Regions from separate parts of the Pan troglodytes genome. Here region 1 is linked to region 2. A link is a contact called in public Hi-C data. All regions are on one chromosome and are shown on one strand. The core of a region is the stretch at or near the end of the contact, and the rest is flanking DNA. Distances in the headings are between cores, read along the strand shown. Region 1 holds the start of TM2D3 (TM2 domain containing 3). Region 2 holds the start of SNRPA1 (small nuclear ribonucleoprotein polypeptide A').

What was found. A called contact is a pair of places that touch in the nucleus more often than the background predicts.
Region 1: a Hi-C map of stem cell-derived neural progenitor cells shows a contact between it and region 2, with 5 times the contacts expected there. The contact joins the promoter of TM2D3 here to the promoter of SNRPA1 in region 2. A contact is called at or near these places in 6 of 7 Hi-C or Micro-C datasets (blood, induced pluripotent stem cells, a lymphoblastoid cell line and 2 more), 1 of 1 datasets of contacts at active chromatin or transcription factors (stem cell-derived excitatory neurons) and 1 of 1 other capture datasets (stem cell-derived neural stem cells).

What each region holds. Positions count from the first base shown.
Region 1 is chr16:93,538,764-93,543,225 of NHGRI_mPanTro3-v2.0_pri, reverse strand. It overlaps TM2D3 (TM2 domain containing 3), which reads left to right and starts at 2,919. Exons shown (of 5, transcript XM_009429964.5): 1 at 2,919-4,271. The coding sequence starts at 3,734. TARS3 (threonyl-tRNA synthetase 3) reads left to right here. Exons shown (of 19, transcript XM_063795448.1): 19 at 1,775-2,567.
Region 2 is chr16:93,166,118-93,170,097 of NHGRI_mPanTro3-v2.0_pri, reverse strand. It overlaps SNRPA1 (small nuclear ribonucleoprotein polypeptide A'), which reads left to right and starts at 2,514. Exons shown (of 9, transcript XM_510625.8): 1 at 2,514-2,704. The coding sequence starts at 2,623.

The DNA.
Region 1 (4,462 bases), core at 1,670-4,169, 370 kb before region 2:
TGGTTCAACTACTTGATTATCATGATTTGTCTATTTAATACTTACACAAAAAGAAGAGTCCATAGCATTCCTAGCTTAGCTGTTCCTAGGTACTCTTTGTTGTTTGCTGGAAGAAGAGTTGTAAAGTTTCACCTGAATCCCCTGGGATAGTTTTACTAGCAATAGTTCATATTGCAAGCAAACAACGAAAACAACTGTGAAAATGATCCCATCAGTAGAATTATATACTTTATATTTCAGCCTCACAGGCCTGTAATATTTTCCCTCACTTTTCTGGCTTATTAGGAAACTTTGGGATTAAACTAACAGAAAGAAAAGATCCCAAATTTAAAATGATCCAAAGGAAAAGATTTAGATGAAAAGTAAAATGTCCTTTTAGCATATGACTAATTAGATGCAGAATCTAAAATTTAGGCTTTAAAAATGATTCCAAAATTAAGAGAAACTAACACTGATATAACTGCAGGCATAGTATTGCTATTTCCTGTAAGTTGAGAGTCTGTAGAAGGCGAAATAAATATGCATAGCATTGTTCTATTGACAGTGTTTCAATGATAATGTTTGACACCAGAGTGGGTATTGTGCTGTTTCAGTCAGGCTTCTTACGGTGGCAGAAATCTCAACTTGGTTTAGACAAAGACAGCATTTGTTGGAAGGGTCTTGGAGTATCCCATGACATGAAAAGTAGAATTAAATAGCCAAACCACTAGAAGAGCAATCAGGAGCTCAACCCTCACCAGGACTATTTCTCCCCATTTCTGGTTCCTGTCTTGCTCTGGTTCTTTATGCTTCTCTTGAATATCTACCTTATTCCACTTATCTGCAGACCGGTTTCTTCCTTCTGTGTGGCAAGAAGCATGGCTGTAGATTCCTGCATCATCTCACAATATGGGTCACTAGAGAGAACAAACTTTTTACCCACATTCCAGAAAGTTCTGGCTGGCTCGCATGGGTCTGGTGTCCACCCCTTGGCTCATCAGGTATGCCAGGTGGAGTCAGCGTGAGCCTGTAAGAGCTCCCCGCTCTCATGTGCACCCTAGTGCCAGGTGGGGTCAGTGTGAGCCTGTAAGAGCTCCCCGCTCTCATCTGCACCCCAGTGCCAGGTGGGGTCAGTGTGAGCCTGTAAGAGCTCCCCGCTCTCATCTGCACCCCAGTGCCAGGTGGAGTCAGTGTGAGCCTGTAAGCGCTCCCCGCTCTCATCTGCACCCTAGTGCCAGGTGGAGTCAGTGTGAGCCTGTAAGAGCTCCCCGCTCTCATCTGCACCCCAGTGCCAGGTGGAGTCAGTGTGAGCCTGTAAGCGCTCCCCGCTCTCATCTGCACCCTAGTGCCAGGTGGAGTCAGTGTGAGCCTGTAAGAGCTCCCCGCTCTCATCTGCACCCTAGTGCCAGGTGGGGTCAGCGTGAGTCTGTAAGAGCTCCCCGCTCTCATCTGCACCCTAGTGCCAGGTGGGGTCAGTGTGAGTCTGTAAGAGCTCCCCGCTCTCATCTGCACCCTAGTGCCAGGGGGGGTCAGTGTGAGCCGGTAAGAGCTCCCCGCTGTCATTTGCACCCCAGGACCACAAGAGCTGTTCTCTCAGGTGGACAATAGAGAGATGGGATCAGAAGTCATTGCTTCCCTCAAGAAACTTAACTATCAGAGGATGAACCGAATGCTCATTAGATGATATTTAATAGTAATGAAGAAAAACTTGATAAAAACATGTCATGGGACTGCTGAGTTAATGTTTGGTAAATTGCTGATTTAAAATACATTTCTTTACCTTTCTTTTCTGCAGTGGTTGGAGAAAAGGAAAAGATAGATAATGCTGTAAACGTGCGAACAAGAGACAACAAAATTCATGGAGAGATTTTAGTAACTTCTGCCATTGATAAACTGAAGAATCTCAAGAAGACACGGACACTCAATGCTGAGGAGGCCTTTTGAAGTCCTTCCCTGATATTTGCTTCTGTGTAATTTTGTTTTGACCCTTAAAAATGTATTTTTCTTAACATGTTAGTACTTCTAAGACTTTGGAGCCACTGATGGGGTCCACTCACGGCCTCAGCTGAGAAAGGAGACAATGAATGTGTAGCTGACATGCACAAAGTTTAATTTACTTATGTCCACGGGAGTCATTTAGAGGGCACGTGGGAAATTTTCCAGCAATCAATGCCTTGAGAAACTTAAATGGGGAAATATTATTCATCGAAAAAGTGAAACAAAACACTAGGAAATGATTATGAAATGTTAGTGATTTTCAAAAGATGGGCTTCAAATAAAAGTCTGCAGAGTTTTTTTTAAATATGAGGGAAAATCTTATTTTCTAATATGTCTCAGGTATTTTTATGACTTTTACTAAAATTTACACTGAAACTTTATCTTCTAAACTGGAATCATTACTTAATTTTAACTAACCAACAACCACAAAAGCAGCAGCTACTACTAAATATTGGATTACTGACAAAGGAATTCAGTTTTGTGGAATCTGGTGTTTGCACTATAGGTTAAGAGTTGCCATTTAAATGTTTCTTATTCATAATTAGGTTTTGTTCCGCTTTAGAAAAAAATAAATTCCCAAATGAATTGCATCAGTGTTTCCAGTGTTTAAGCTGTGGGCTTCTACCACAACTAAGCTGCTCACCTAGAGTTAAGTTACTTTTTTGATGGGATGACATTCCATGGATTTATATACTGAAATGGATTTCAGATTTTAAAGAGAGGAATGCTCTACGTGCTCAGAACTGAATTAAAATGGCATTATGTCAATAGAGAATTCAGCTACCAAACAAGAAGTATTATTTTGCGATATGCTGTGAAATTCAAAAGAAATGTAAGAAATAATCTCTTTTCAATATACTGATCATTTAGTTGACTTCCTGAGGGATGTGAACAGTGAAACAGTTGGCAAACAAAACAATATATATCAGACTTGTGTAGTAGTATAAGGTGCAGATTGTGTGATATGATTTTTATTTATTTTTTATTTTTTGAGACGGAGTCTCGCTCTGTCGCCCAGGCTGGAGTGCAGTGGCACGATCTCGGCTCACTACAACCTCCGCTTCCCGGGTTTAGGCGATTCTCCTGCCTCAGCTTCCCCAGTAGCTGGGACCACAGGCGCGTACCCCCACGCCTGGCTAATTTTTTTGCATTTTTAGTAGAGACAGGGTTTCACCGTGTTGTTAGCCAGGATGGTTTCGATTTCCTAACCTCGTGATCCGCCCGCCTGGGCCTCCCAAAGTGCTGGGATTACAGGCGTGATTCACCGCCCCCGGCCGTGATACGATTTTTAAAGCTAACATTCAGGGCTTATGTGCCGGCACTTTTACATGTATTTTTTAAAAAATCATTCAGCAAACATGCACGTGAGGGGGTGGCAGTCAGAAGACCCCGGAATGAATGATCCCGCAGCAGGGGGGGGGAGGAGAGCACCTGTCACCAGCCCGGTTTCTTCCAGGTGTGCTGTGACAGAAACTGGCACGGGTCTCCGCAAGCTGGGGCCTGAGCGCGGCTCCCCAGACGGCCGCGACCTTCCCCAGGCAGGGCTGGGCTCTGGACCCTCCCCTCACTTCCCAGCGCCTCGGGCCATCCTGCTTCTCCAGGCCCGAGAGGAACTTTCTGGAAGTGCTGCGTATCTTCAAGAGGCTGGCCAGAAGTGAAAGCCGCGGCAGGCCTGAGCGCCGGCCCCAGGGGAGGGGTCCCTCGGGCCCTCGTCGTCCCGGGGCCGCTTCCCCGACTGTAAATAAGTGTCTTTAGGATGAAAGGCCACGCGATAGTGTCCTCAGAACCTTCGCACGAGATCCAGCACACAACATCCGACCACACACTGCGGCCAGCCTCCCCCATTTGCCCGCCTCTGCTCTTGGTTGCTTCGGGCGTGCATTTCGGTCCACGGATGACCTTTAACAGGTCTCCTGCAGTGGAACGAGGGGTGAGGGCCTCGTCCAAGGGCGTGACGGGCGCGTGGAAATGGAACAACCTCCCAGGCTCGCATCCTCCTCGGGGACCTCCCAGAGGGCTCAACCCGAAGAAAACCCGCCACCCGCGCGAGGACAGCGAAAGCGCAAACGCCGGCCGCCCGGAGTCGCAGCGCGCCTGCGTCCAGTTCACGCTCCAGCTCCCAGGCGCGCCCGGCCCGGCGCGCCCGCTTCACGCGCGAGCCCGCGCCCCGCCCCCGGCCCGGAAGTGCGCAGGCGCCGGCAAGATGGCGGGAGGGGTGCGCCCGCTGCGGGGCCTCCGCGCCTTGTGTCGCGTGCTGCTCTTCCTCTCGCAGTTCTGCATTCTGTCGGGCGGTGGTGAGTCAAAGGCTGGGTTCAGAGCCGGGTGGGGCTGAGTGGCAGCAGGGCCCCGGGAGCTGCGAGGAGGCCGGGCCCACGGGCGGAGGCTGACGCGGGGAGGAGGCCGAGTGCCGGGCTCCGGGCGGCTTGTCGCTGCATCTGGAGTCTGGCGCCCTGGCTGCCCGGCCCGAGGCCGCCCCTCCGCTCCG
Region 2 (3,980 bases), core at 1,265-3,764:
CATAAATATATTTTTTAAAGTTCTCAATTGTGTTAGTAATTAGGGAAATACAGTTAAAACCACAATTTCATACCATTACCTATCTACCAGAATGGCTAAGATTAAAAAGACAATACTAAACGTTAGCAAGGAGTTTAAGTTGGCAACCACTTTGGAAAACTATGTCCTACCTAAGCTGAACATAAGTAAGCCCTATGACCCAGTAATTCCATCCCCGGGTGTATATCAGTATATGTGTTCACATAAAGATATATACTATTGAGTTTGTAGGTACACTATAATATAAAAGCACTATTTATAATATAAAAGAGTGAAAATTACCCAAATGTTCATCAAGAGCAGAATGGATAAGTAAATTGTAAAACATCCACAATGAAATACTATATTACAGTGAGAATAGATTAACTACATCTACACACAAACATAATGTTTAGCAAAAAATATGTAAGGTACTTCATTTGCATAAATACAAAACCAGGTAAAGCAAATCTATACAAGATGGCAGGATAATGGTTACCCTTGGGGCAAGGGTGGTGACTAGATGAAGACAGGAGGAGGGCTTCTGGAATGTGGCAATGTCCTGTTCTTACGAGGATGCTAGTTGGTTGGGTGTGTTCAGTTTGCATTCTTCTATATGTATATCATACTTCAATAAAAGTTCAAGGAGAATCATCTCCGGGTGGATTGTAGAACTAAATGTGAAAAGCAAAACAATCGTCTAGTAGACCACATAGGAAAATACGATGGGGGTAAGGGAAGATTTCCTAAGGCACATGCACATGCACACACCCCCAATCCACTAACCTAAAGAAAATAATTGAACTACATAAAACTTGGAAACTTCTCAGCCAGGCGAGGTGGCTCACGCCTGTAATCCCAGCACTGTGGGAGTCCGAGGCAGGTGGATCACTTGAGCTCAGGAGTTGGAGACCAGCCTGGGCCACATGTCAAAACCTTGTCTCTACAAAAAATACAAAAGTTAGCCAGGCCTGTTGACCTGTGCCTATAGTCCCGGCTATTTGGGAGGCTGAGGTGGGAGGATCTCTTGAGCCTGAGAGGTCAAGGCTGCAGTGAGTCCTGATGGCACCACTGCACTCCAGCCTAGGTGACAGAGTGAGACTCTGTCTAAAAAAAAAAAAAAAAAAATCTAATCATCAACACCATTAAGAGTGAAAAGGCAAGCCACAGAGTGTGTTCATATCCCTAATATATAAAGAAATTCCACAAATCAATAAGAAAAAAGGCAGACAACTCCATAAGGAAAAAAAAATGAGCCAGGGACTCGAAAGAACACTTAACAAAGGAAGCTATCAGAATGGGCACCATACACATGAGAAGGTTCTCAGCTTCATTAGTTATTAGAGAAAAGCAAAGCAAAGCAGTAGTGCAATACCACCACACACCCATCAGAATAGCTGAAGTTATAGAGTTAAAAATGCCAACAAGGCTGAAGCTGGAAGCCATGAAAACCCTTACACACCGCTGGAGTGTGTATATTATTTCAGCCTCTTAGCATAACTGTTGGGCATTACTTATTGATGATAGATACCATACCCTATGTCCCAGCAGTTCCACTCCAGGACAAACTCATGCAAATGTGCATCAGATCCACGTACCAGAAAATTCATAGCAGCATTACTCAGAATAGCCCTAACTGAAAACAACTTTGATGTCTATCAACAGGAGAATAAGTAATTTATGGTGTAATACCTACAATGGAATTCTCTTCAGCAGCGAAAGCAAACAAACCATCTCTGTATGCAACCTGGATGGACTCCAGACATAATATAGACTCCATGAAACTAGGCCAAAAAAAGCATACTGCATGATTCTATTTATAGCAAAAGCGAGCAAACCGAATTTGTAGTGTTGAGTTCGCGGTTGCCTTTTGGGAAAGAGGGAGGCTTTCAGAATAGTGGTGTTTTGGATCCCGGTGTCGGCTACGCAGCTGTGTTCACTCTAGTCATTAATCACTCTGTAAGTTCCTGATATGCACACTTTTATGTGTATCACATTTCATACATATGAATATTCAGAAGTCTAAAGGTCACAAGCTTAACCGCAAACCCTACCGTGCCCGAGGCCGGGCTGGACTTGCGGGGCGGTGGGGTTGTCCCGGCGACCTGCCCCGGGCGGGCCACCTAGCCCGGGATCTCACAGTGTAGCCCGGAACCAAGGCCCAGGCCCGGGACGGGCACCTGAACTCCTGGACCCTTCACTGAACCCCACGGGTTCCCGCGACGGCTGGTGGAGGGAGGACAGTCACAGCTTCCCCTCCCACCTCGAGGTGCGCTAATGCATGAGAAAGTTCCCCTCGGGTGTTTCCACATTCGCCTTAACTTTTAAACACCAACGTCTGGAATCAGGGGTCCTCCAGACTCCGAACACACCCTAGGAAACAACCCCAAACTAGACACATCCCCTGTGCGCGCGCCACGACTTCCGGCAAGAACGCCCCCGGAGGCGTGGCTCTTCGATTGCTTCGGCCTGGCGGTCGAGCTGCGCGCGCACTCGGCGGCTGCGATTGGTGCTGCCTGGCGGCGGGGCGCGGGGCACGCTGGGACGTCTCGCTGGCGGGAGGCCACGGACTTTCCACAGCGCGGGGGAACGGGAGGCTGCAGGATGGTCAAGCTGACGGCGGAGCTGATCGAGCAGGCGGCGCAGTACACCAACGCGGTGCGCGACCGGGAGCTGGACCTCCGGGGTGAGTCCGGGGGCGTGGGCGGCCAGTCCCCAGGCGGCACCGAGCCGCCTTATTTTCCGCGCTTTGCCGCGTGCACCGAAGGCCGGAGCTTGGCCCGCGGGCCGGTTGTCTGGGCCCCGACCGGGCTGCGCAGGGAACGCCGGGCCTGATTCTTGCCGTTGTTGCCAAATGAGCATCCCGTTAAGCTCTTGGGAGCCTTGTGTTAGCGCCGTGCCTCTTGACAGGCACGGGTGACTTCATTACTTCCTGGTGCATACTCGTGGGGCCCTGTTAGGCCTTGCTTGGCTGTCTCGCCGCTGGCTCTGGGGGCCCGGAAGAGCGGCTCATTAATGGTTGTAACGCAAGTGCAGGGCGAGGGATTGGTTCTTAATACTTGCCGCCAGATGATATTTTGAGCGTAGATAGGATATGTGTTCATTATTCCTAATGTGAAGGAGGAAACTAAGTCCCCGAACAACCGCGATTGTTTCCTCCAGTATTTTCTACTTAGTAGCTTTAACTGTCTGGCGTTTCCCCTATATGAAGACGTTTTAAAAATGGAACTGTGTCACCCAGGCTTGCACCGCCGGGTGCTGTGTGTAAGTTGTGGAAGCGCTCGCAATCATTCAGATTCCTGTACTATTTCAACCTTAGCAAGACTTGGTAAGTTACTGGGAGGGCGGCTAGCTAGTTGGTATTTCAGGAGATGGCTTTAAAAAGGACGTGATAGAGCAACTTCTCTGAGGATAAGACCATGCTGTCGTAGCCTGAGATTTGTTCCCATGGGGACCTATGGCCTCGGAGCAGCATCGCTGCGGGATCTGCTCAGATTTCTTGCTGACCTTTGGGAAATCCCAGTGTTTTGTGTTGTGTTGTGTTGAGATGGAGTCTCGCTCTTTCGCCCCAGCTGGAGCGCAGTGGCGTGATCTCGGCTCACTGCAACCGCCGCCTCCCCGGTTCAGGTGATTCCTGTGTCTCAAGCCTCCCGAGTAGTTGGGATTACAGGCGTGAGCCACCGCGCCTGACTGATTTTTGTATTTTTAGTAGAGACGGGGTTTCATCATGTTGGTCAGGCTGGTCTCGAATTCCTGACCTCAAGTGATCCGCCTCCGCTGGCCTCCCAAAGTGCTGGGATTACAGACGTGAACCACCGCGCCCGGCCCCCAGTATTTTTATTTTGTTGAAATAAAGTTTCTTAGAGAAAGGTTCAGTTAAAGAGCAACTCACCACTGTTTTTTTTTGTTTTGTTTTGTTTTGTTTTGAGACGGAGTTTCGCTCTTGTTGCCCAGGTTGGAGT